Linked DNA regions of Dromaius novaehollandiae: region 2 is linked to region 1. The links are chromatin contacts, called in public Hi-C maps. All regions are on one chromosome and are shown on one strand. The core of a region is the stretch at or near the end of the contact, and the rest is flanking DNA. Distances in the headings are between cores, read along the strand shown. Region 1 holds the start of LOC112988628 (radial spoke head protein 6 homolog A-like). Region 2 overlaps LOC112988712 (a long non-coding RNA gene).

Region 1 (5,251 bases), core at 2,436-4,935:
AGATCTGGGTTCCTGCTGAGATCCGAGCTATCTGTGCACGCAGGTAATTGGCCTCATTTCCAGGGAAAGGGGGAAAGCTCACAACAGGAGCATCCAGCCTACCAGTGAAGAACTTCTTGATTTTCCTGGCACAGACAATCTGTGCCGGAGTCACTGGAGGCAACTTCACCCAGGGTTTGCCTGGCTCATTACAGACAAAGTAGACATACTTATTAGTCCCAGTCCCGTTGTCTTCTTTTGGGATGACAGGTGGGGGCCTGTAGGTGGACTGTGGTGGTTCATCATCTTCTTGTTTCTCTTCATCTTCATCTCCTCCTTTGTCCTCACTCATCGCTTTCCCTCCTTCCTCATTATCTTCTTCATCTTCTGCTTCCTCCTCCTCTGCCCTATCATTGTACTGTACTTCAGCTATAATATAGTTCATCTCCAGGCCTAAAATCTTGCCCCAAAAGCGACAGGTCTGGATTGGCTGAACACTAATTAGTTGTTTAAGGGCAAGGAGTATGTGGTAGGTTTCATCTTTGCTCAAGCCAATTCCAGCCTGTTCAAAATAAAAGGCTGTTTCCATCACATTGGGTAGAGGAGTCTCTGCCTAGGAAAGAAAATCCTGAGTTAGAGGTGAAGAATAATAAAATTATATCTTTGAAAGATTAAACATGTCATCTACTGAAAGTCATACTTCACTTTCTTATAGTGCCATTCATCTTCTCAAAGGGCTTTACAGGCATTCATTCACTACATCTTCCAACATCATTTACAAAAATTAAAAGTGCCATTTTAAGGATAAAGAAGAGAACACAGATGCCTTGCAGCTTTTAGAATATGAGATTTCAAATTTCCAATTCATTTTTAACTACTGCAAAATAAGGAAAGTCAGAATTCCTATAAGTGATCACTATCTACAAAGAACTTCAGTGCTAGGGCACGTCAGCTAGGTAAGAAGCCATGGTGCCCAGAAACATGTGGCTGCATTTCCTTGCGTTTGTGGCAAATTCATTTGGAGAAAACAGAATACATATTTTATACATTCATACACAAGGCCAACAATATGAACGCTGTTCTTTTGGATACCTTAGCATAGAGCTCCCTGCTTTATTTAAGATGGAGTCTTTTATAGCTAATATAAAATATTGGCCCCTGTTCTTACTGAAGTCAATAGCGAGACTCCAGCTGGCTTAAGTGGGAGTGGAATTTGGTCAATAATGAGGATTTCAGAAAGTATTCTATGTGCTTTATCACCATTTCATCATTTCATGGAGGTAGGTGATTATATAACATAGACAAAAAGAAATACTAGAAGTTGTAAAGAGGGAGGTAGGGAATTTGGAGGAAAAGTGCTAGTTTCATTTGGAATTTCCTTGGCCCTTCCAGATTTCTTATATCAAAACAAGCTAGACAGGAATATGAAAAATTCAAAATTTCTTTCTGAAATACCCTGCTTTTCTCCATTTTTACCATTTTTTACTGTTATTGTAAAATGAGTAATAGTACTTGGACAAGATGAAAGAACCTCTCTTCTAATTTTAGTATTTGTATTCTGCATATAAGCAGCTGGATAGGAAAAATTCTCTGTTTTATGATGTGGCTTTTTAGTTCTAGTAGTTCTTCATGATCACCACAATTTTTTGCTAGTTGGACAAGGAAGAGCGGGAACCACAACTGGAATGGGAAGGATCACAAAATTCTCCATCCTCTATTTTACAGTAGTTGCTGTGCACAGTATTCTCAAACTGATGTCCATACTGTATGGTCACTTTAGGTAAAGAACTGTCACTTTTGGATAAAGAATATAATTTAGATGCAGTATTCCAGGTTGCACTGGCATGTGGGATATATTGTAATCTTTATTTTTTATTCCTTACCTCTAGAATGTTTACGATTTTAAAGGCTCAGAATGTTAGATTATACCATAGGAAAAAATCCTAACTGAATAAGTGGATGGTTTTTCTTCTTCACAACTGGACCTGGCACCAAGTTGACTATGAAGGGGGTGCCTGGTATGGTAGTATAGCTGCAACTGTGTCATATGACCATAAGAGGCAATACTACTAGCGAGACCGCAACTTTGTCCCTTCCTCCCTTCCTTTCCCACCATCCTCCCACCCATCTCCCTGGTATATTTGATATCTATTTTTCTTTGATAATAACTCACTATCTCGTCTTCCAGCTCTTCGTCTCCTTCTCCATGCACCTTAAGGAATAAAGCTTTACGCTTTTCTGCAACTTCAAATGTTGGAAGAATCTCATGCTCATCACGGAGAGTATCCATTTTTTTCCGAAACTGGGCCCACTTCACATCCTTGCTGATATTCTCAATTATGTCTACCGCATTTGTGGGCTGTTCATCCAGGATCTTTGTTAGCATGTTAGCAAGATGATCATATCTGTCATACAAATACAAATATTATTGGCCTAACGATTTTAACATAAAAAGTAGAAGCCGGTCACCTAGAGCTTTGCAGAAATCACTGGAATAATTAGATATAAAGAGATCATGCAGCATTATGGTAAATTAAATTTGAAACTAGTATGATTGTAATATATTTAAGAGCAATCCTATCTTCCATTTTTGGTTTATTCCACACCTGACTCAGGAGCTGAAGCTGAATTTAAACGTGCTGTTAATCAAATTTTTAACTCTCTAAATTCCCTTGTGAATTTTTATTCTGAAAGATGCTGGGCACACACAGCTATCACATAAAGATGAATCACTGCATTTATAAGGTATTCTCTCTTCCTACATCCCCTGGTATCCCTCCATTTCTTAAAGTAACCCTTTGCCCTTTCATCTACAGTATTTTTCTTTCCACTCATACTTCCTACCCCTTTCAACCTTGTCCCGTTTTTGGACTCACAAGTTCAGGCCAGACGTTGTGCTGCTCTTCAGCAAATAGGCTTTTGCATTCTGCATTGCCAGCATCCGGGGGTTAGGATCTGGTACCTGCTCATCATACGTACTGTAGCCCGGCTGATAGAGACCATAACCTGGTTCATGTGGTTGATAGGGGCCATGCCCAGGTTCATAGGCTTGATAGGGATCCTCTTGTAGTGTGTACGTCTCATAGACACTTCTCGGTTCATGTGTTTGATAAGGGTCTAATCCTGCTGCATATGACTCATATGCGCTTTGCCTTGGCTCCTCTGTCCGGTAAGAGTCTTGTCCCAGCGCGTACCTCTCACTGACGGCTATTTCTGATACCTCTGGCTCATATGGGCCTTGTTCTGTTCCGTGTGGCTGACAGAGGTACTGCTCGGGGGTCTCTGACTGATAGGGTGCTTGTCCCGGTGCGTGAGGCTGATAGAAACTCCCTCTTTGGTCTTGTGCTCGGTAGGGGTCCTGGCTGGGTGCGGGAGGCTGATAGACGCTGCGTCTCAGCTCTTGCGGCTGACCAGACGCTTGCCTTACCCCCTGGTACTCATAGGCAGCTGGTCCCAGCCCCGGCTGCCGAGGCCAAGGAGGGACCTCTTCGGGTTCAAAGCCCTCGTAAGGCGGCTGCTCGGGGCCCTCCTCAGGCCACGACTGCTCCTGGGCACCGCGGTCCCGGCCTGCTGCCGGGCCGGCCCGCGCCTCGGGCCGCGGCTCCCCGGGAGGCTCCGCCATGGCCTGGCCCGGCGGCAGCGGGCCGCGCGGGGCTCACCGAGCCGCCCCCAGGCCGCTCGTCGCCCGGCAGCGAGCTCCGCCGGCGGGGAGGAGCGTCGCCACGGTAAACCCGCCGCCGTTGCTAGGCGGGCCGCGGGGGCGGAGGGGCTGGGCGGGCCGCGCGTTGTCTCGGCGCTGCCGCCCTAGGTGCCCCCCGCGCGCGGGAAGGGGGCAGCAGCTTGCCCCGGCACGCCAGCCGCCCCGGGCGCCCGTGCCGGGGGGTCGGTCGTGCGGCGCCCCGCGGAGACCGTTGCGGGGCGCCTCGCGGGGCCGCGGGAGCCGTTGAGACCGTTGGGGGCGCCCTGCGCGAGGGGGTGACGTGGGGCAGGAGGGGCCGTTGTGACCGTTGGGAGGCGCCTCGCGGGGCTGGGGGAGCCGTTGAGACCGTTGAGGGGCGCCTCGCGGGGCCTCCTCGCGGGGCTGGGGGAGCCGTTAGAGGGCGCCGTTATAGCCTTGCCCGGGTGTCTGTCCGGCGCCCGCCGTTGCCTGGAGGGCAGGTAGTGGCGCAGGCTCACGCTGTGGGCTTCAGTGTCACAACACGCTGAGAAAGAGCAGTTTGCTGGCTGAAGAACGTAATTTCTGAGGGTGTCGCCATTTCCTTGAGCTTTCCTGACCACTGAGCCTGCGGCATGGCGGCTCCCGGGGGGTGCCCCAGGGCCCTCCCTCTGGGGGACACTCCTGCTTGGCTGGCATGTTGCTGCCTAAAAGGTTTGGTGTGTTTGCAAGAAAGGAAATCCCAACCAGCTTCTCAAGCTGTTGCTTTTGTTTTTCCTCGTGCTTTTTTCAAACCCTGCTTATTTCCTTTCATATTGACCCACAAATTACAAAGTGCTATTGATATTCAGTATCTTGAATGTTGTGATGCAGAAATCTTAATTTCTGCTGAGAGCAGAGGAATAAATCGTCAATAGTTTAATTTTGATTTAATAAGTGTGAGACATTTGTTTTCTGTTGCTCCTTTAATTGAATGTAGTAGAAAATACAGTTTAATATTCTGCCTTTTAGCAGGGGATTTATCATGTTGGTGCCGTTAGTTACAAAGTTTTTTCTTTGAGGAGGAGAAATCCTAAATCTGATGATGATTTTTAAAAATTTTATTCACAGATCCAGGAAAAAAAACAGATGTAAATTACTTCAGAATGAAGGTGGTCTGGTAGAAAAAGGCTTCGTCATTTGAAGCTCTCAGTGTTAATGAGACAGATGGCCTTAATGTGAGTAATTTCTTTCTGCAGCAGGATTCAAACACTGAAATGCAAAGGACACATCACAATACAGTGGAAGAATCTCCTGAGTTCTGCTAATCTGATTACTCAAGATTCCCCCCCCCCCCCCCAAATATGGTGATGTAGTGGTGTATTTTTGTAGCCCCATCAGGTATCATCAGTGCTATATGCTCAAATAGATAGTCAAAGAATAACAAATTTGAAAATTATTTAAAAAATGAGCTAGGAATCCCATTTAACAAGAAACTATAATGAGTTGATAATGCTTCAGACATATTTAAATAAGTGACGCAGGATATTTTAGTAATGAATCACTTTATTACTGATGCTGTTTTCTTTTCCTGCCACTATAAAAGGTGAAAAATAGATAAATTGGAAAGATAGTTGC
Region 2 (5,326 bases), core at 425-2,924, 220 kb after region 1:
TCACATGACGTTTCTGCACAGCACAAGGCACGTGGGCATCTGGAGCGCTCAGCAACCTCCCACTAGCTTGTTACTCTGGGAAGCACATGCATTTGCAATTCAGATGTGTTTACTGACTCTCTGAACATCTTCAAGCAGTCTTGAGATGGTAAACAGGTACTTAGCATTCAAAATCCTACACAGTTTGTGAATTGCTAGCAGGCAAGCAAAATGAGGACTCATCCTTGCAGAGAACTGCATCTCTGTGTCCCAAGAACTGTTTCTTCGCTACATTTTTCCATCAGCTACTTTACTATTCCAGGTAACAGTTCACATAAGCTTGAGCTTGGCACCTTCCTCGGCAGAAAGGAGCGGATACACACACTCTCAAATTCTAGAGCAACAAATATTGCAGGATAGCTATTAGGTTTATTCATTGTTCCTTCTTAATCAGTGAGAACAGTATGAGCTTTTGACTGTAGGATATACATTTTCACATTCTCCAAACCACAAAAAGAATGATAAAAAAAGCAGGGGAGTACAGAGAGAGCCAAGAGTTAATGAAGAGTCTAGTCAGACTTTGATAAATTGATATAAATTGATTTATATTATCTTAGGGGGCTTTTCTGGTTTCTACCTGGGACTAGGCAAGCTTTGGCTACAAAAAACCGGCTAACACTAGATTTCCGAGCTGTTTGTGAAAGGACGCTTGGCCAGATAGTTTTAAGGAGGGAGAGTGACTTTCTTAGGTTTGGTGTTTCTGGTGTTAGGGCTCTTTAGTGAGAGTGAATGGAAACGTTACCACTGGTGGTAGCAGTTAAGCCAGTATCACAGTAATCATTTCTGATAATTTCACTCTATTCTGAACTTTTGTGAGTACCAGGTGACTTGCAGGAGGAGGGGAGGTGTTTGAGGCATATGGCTATGCGCTGGGTGACAGATAGGCACGCGTGTTGGGCCACGTAAAGGGGAAGCAGCAGCCAGGGAGGCAGGGACTACGAGGCCTCCGCATGTACAGGGCTCGCGCTGTGTGCGTAGCAGTCTCTGGGGAAGATCTGAGCGGTTGCATCAAGCCTCGCAGGTTTTAGCAGAGGAGAGGAACTGCAAGTGCAGCCAGGCAGAGGCCGCTTGCGGAGTTTCACACTGAATATATGAGACTTGATAGACTTGCTTTGTTTCTGGGCACCGGCGCAGTGCTTGTCACAGCCACTACAGCGCTGCGGTCAGGCAGGCAGGCAGTGAGACTGCGGGTGAGGCACAACTGTTGCTTATCTGACCAGCCACAGCTAGCCGATGCCACCCTCACCGGTGTGCGTGCAGCTCCCGTGCCTCCAGCCCACCCCTGCGTCTCTTCGGGGATCCACACTAGCATGGAGAGATGTTTCCCATAGCAGAGTACGTGAATCTAGCCTCTTGCTTCAAATCCAATTATAAAACCATATTATTTACCTCCAACAAGCCACATTATTGTTAGCAAAAGGGTCTTCATATACTTCACATACCAATTCATTTAGCAGCATGCAGCTGGTAATAGGCATACAGCCTCTTGTTTGTCCCTGTGGGCCTCGGCAGGCGTATTTAAAATCAGTAATGGGTAGGCACCACTGCAATTCACAGCTGCAGGAGCACATAGCCTGGCTGCGCGAGGCTCAGCAGGCTCGCAGTGCTGCCCACAGGCAGGACTCTCTGGGGACGTAATTACATCAGTGTTGGGAGGGAGGAGGGATAACAAACCTACTTTGGCAGCAGAGTAATAAGCAAGAGCAGCTGTCTCCCTCAGCAGGGATAAAAGACAAGTGAAAACTGACAGATGAGTGCAGGAGAAATTCCCTTCTCTGCCTGTCTTGCTGCGCTAGTCTAACGAGAACTCCTGACCGCAGAGCTGGCTCTGTTCATGCAGGTGACTTTATTCCTTATGAACAAACTTTTGCCCAGCTCTTCACAGACCAGATTTGCAATTAGCTCACATTAGCTAGTGGTCTTTATGCTGTTTCTCTGTAAGTTATTTCTTTGTGTGGTATGCGTCTATCCCAAGAGTCTGTCTCTTCGGGCCTAGCCCACATCCCTCGTTCCCCTCTTGGTCTCCCCTAGAATACATGATTTGCCACACACAACTATTTAAGCCTCTCCGAAAGGCCATTTGCCGAGGTCCTTTCAGTGCACATGCTGCGCAAGTCCCTCAGCCCATGTCTTGCCACCACTTGGATGGAGGCAGTAGTGGTTACTACCCCGGAGGCTGTCGTAAGGAGAGGCGCACAGAGCCCCCGGCCTTTGGTAGCCCTGGACCAGCTGTCCTTTACGAAGCTGTGCGAGGGGTCTCATTTCCCCTTGCCTTCCTCGTTTTCATCTCCCTTTTCAGCTTGTCTGTTGCTGCTCCGCTAAATTTCCTGAAGTGACAGTATGTGAGCGATCTAACCTCAAGTATGAGGGTGCCTTCAAAGGGACAAAGTATGTCATTACAGTAGGTCTTATGTTTTTTCTCTTGAACAACTTCCTTCTCTCACAAGATTCTGCAGGACTTCAGGACCTTAAATGTTTGTTTAACTTGAATTTATACTAAAAAAAAAATCCCTCCTGCTGTCTACTTCATACCTAAAAGTCCGATGCTGTAAAGTAATTTAATAGCCAGTGGCAAGTTTCCTCATCATTAATTTGCATCATCCAGGAGAAGTGAAACCTAGAAACTATGAAGCTGTGGTCCTGGAAAAGAATCACCTGAGTCAAAAATGGACCTTCAGATTTTCATGATTCAGTGTCAGCAGTATCCTTCCGCTCTTTCAGAACCCCATCCAAAGCCAGAGAAGTCCCTTGATGGTCTCCTCCTGATTTGAATGGCTTTTTCCAGGTCGGCAAGCATTCCTAGGTCCCTAACCTTCAGAAAAGCATTTTAAATAATACATATAAAATAGTACCCAAATAATATATCTACTCTCATTGAGGACAACAGAGCTAAACCCCTACTTCAGATTAATAAAGCACGTTTACACACCTCACTGAATGAGGACCGTAGTTTCTACCAAACAGTTTGTTTCATCCACACTCTGTAGCTGCTGATTTCTGTTACAGTCTGAAATACTTCCTTAGCATTGCAGCAGACATCTGTATTTTTTCTGCCCTTGGAGCAGCATATTGTGGCTTTTCTTGTGTATTCTCTCTTTGTCTGACCTCAAGTTATCTCACCTTTTCGGTGTTACTGAAGGTAAAGAAACTCATTTTTAAGCAAAGGTTGCCCTCTAGTGAGCAATGAAATAAATACAAGTATCTTCACTTGAAAGGAGGCTGCAAGAGAGCATTGAACCCTTATTTTCACTGAGTGGAGCTGTGGCATTGAAATTTGGGAGGAAAAAATCACCTGAGGATAGAAGACTTTCACAGGCCTCTATGAAGAGGTGCAAGTACTCAGCTTAAAGTTTTAGACGAGCGTGGAGAGAAAGTCTCAGGCAAGGTTTAAAAGGGTGTCCTCGCCAGGGCAGCAGGGAGCTCCAGGGGCCTGACCCCTATTGTATGGCTGGAGCTGGCTCCAGGCAGGAGAGAGATGGCACGAGTTGTCCAGTATAACCGGCCCCTCCCCACATGTGGTCGCCTGCAACTGGGCTCCGGGCACTAGAAAGTTGTTAAGCATCACTTCCAAATGTTGCTCTCATGTGCCACGTTTGCACCTGTAGCCATAAGGTGCAAGGGACTGGACTGTTGCCTGTATAGTGAAGGTTCACGTGATTCCCTGTGTGGAGCCTCTGTGGTGCTTGTGGCCTCGTGAGAGAGGAGTGTTCGCTGACCCTGGCAGAAGGAATCCCTTTTCATTGCAACCCAGTTCCTTTCAAAAAGCCAGAAATTCAATGTTTGTGAAGAGTGTTCTCTCATGAACTGTTAGTACAAAGCTAGTGCAACCCCCCTCGCTCTTGTTTTGCAGAATGAGCAGCCCATAACTGGTGGGTGACGGTTTCATTGGCTCCTGTGCAGTTTCACCCACATGCGAAACCCCCAGTGCTTTCTCAGGGTCCCTTGTACAGCAGACAGGAATGGAAACATGACCAAATTCTGCTCTTTGTGGGAAAGGTAGACAGCTCCTATTTAAAAGCTGGCCACCTGAACACAAGAAAAAATATAAGAGGCTAGTACTGTGATGCTGTTTCAGGCAGCTGTTAACTTAGACTAGGATGTTACAATTCAATGCAGAGCTCTTTCCATAAATATTAAATGTTGGAAGATAAAGACAAAGGAGAAAAGCCAAGGCCAGTAGGAAGGAAGCAAGCAATAAACCCAGTAATTGTCTATATACAAATGCAGAGTGTATGGGAAATGAGCTCAAAGTGACATTACAGGAAGGAAATTATGACTTGGCTGGTAATACAGAAATGTAATGAGATAAATCAGAGAGCTGAAATGTTAATATTGATGGGTGCAATCTGCACAGAAGGGACAAAGGAAAAATGAGAAAAGGTTGCACTGTACATCAAAAGCTTGTGTGCAAGCAGTGCAGCACAGGTGGATAATGAAAGAAGTGGTAATGGTGATATTTTATGATTCAAGATGAGAAAGAGACAATATAAAAAGAAACATACAGGTAGCTCCAGATATAGATCATTGACTTGGCATGAAGAGACTGATAGACTGTGTCTGCAAGATATCAGAGCTGACAGTGTTGCAGAAAGACCTAGCATGGTGGGGGCATTGTCACTATACTGACATCTGTTACCATACAGAGAGGGATATTAATTATCAGTGCACTATGGAAAAGATTCCTATTTTCAGAAAGTTGCTGAAAAATAAATCCTTTTTGAATCCAGCATTGCCCACTAAGGAAAACATCTGAGGAAGTGATAATTCATGGGCTATTAATGTTCAGTGAGCTAGAGACACCTATAGTCTTTGTGATCTGGAAGAGGCGAGACTAAGTTATAAGGAGCAGTGGGATGATTCTTTGCTGAGGTTCCTATATCCAGAGAATAGCCTATAGCTAAGTTCTTTTCTTCTTAGAAATCAGTAGTTCTTAAACTAAGTGGTATGAGTGCAAGATAGAGTAGATCTGTGCTGAATCATACAGCTTGCACAAGAATATCCTTCCTATATGGCTGTTATTCTAGGTTTAGAAAAAGATTATCTTTAATACTGATGTTGAAGGTATTCCATTTTGGCTGATTATATATGTAGAGAGAGAAAAATGCTATAGCTGAATAGTTGGAGCACTTGCCTAGGAGGAAAACGGTTGGATTCCAGTCCTTGCACTATTGAGTATTTGGTACAAAAATGCTCAGTAGAACAGTGCTGAAACTCCATATTGGCTTCTCCCAGTTAAGTATTCAAGAGGTTAGGCTCTTACTGGCATCAATGACTATGCATAATTATT

Evidence for each region. A called contact is a pair of places that touch in the nucleus more often than the background predicts.
Region 2: a contact with region 1 is called in a Hi-C map of brain, with 6 times the contacts expected there. The contact joins the enhancer-like site here to the promoter of LOC112988628 in region 1. A contact is called at or near these places in 2 of 4 Hi-C or Micro-C datasets (brain and liver).

Annotation. Positions count from the first base shown.
Region 1 is chr4:19,497,716-19,502,966 of bDroNov1.hap1, forward strand. It overlaps LOC112988628 (radial spoke head protein 6 homolog A-like), which reads right to left and starts at 3,686. Exons shown (of 6, transcript XM_026109249.2): 1 at 2,856-3,686; 2 at 2,153-2,384; 3 at 1-592. The coding sequence starts at 3,601.
Region 2 is chr4:19,715,182-19,720,507 of bDroNov1.hap1, forward strand. The region is part of intron 4 of LOC112988712 (a long non-coding RNA gene); the gene reads left to right. Among named protein-coding and RNA genes, the nearest start is that of TACR3, 98 kb to the left of the region's middle. Within about 2 kb of position 1,675, at least 2 of the 2 cell types and tissues checked have open chromatin away from gene starts, as enhancers often do.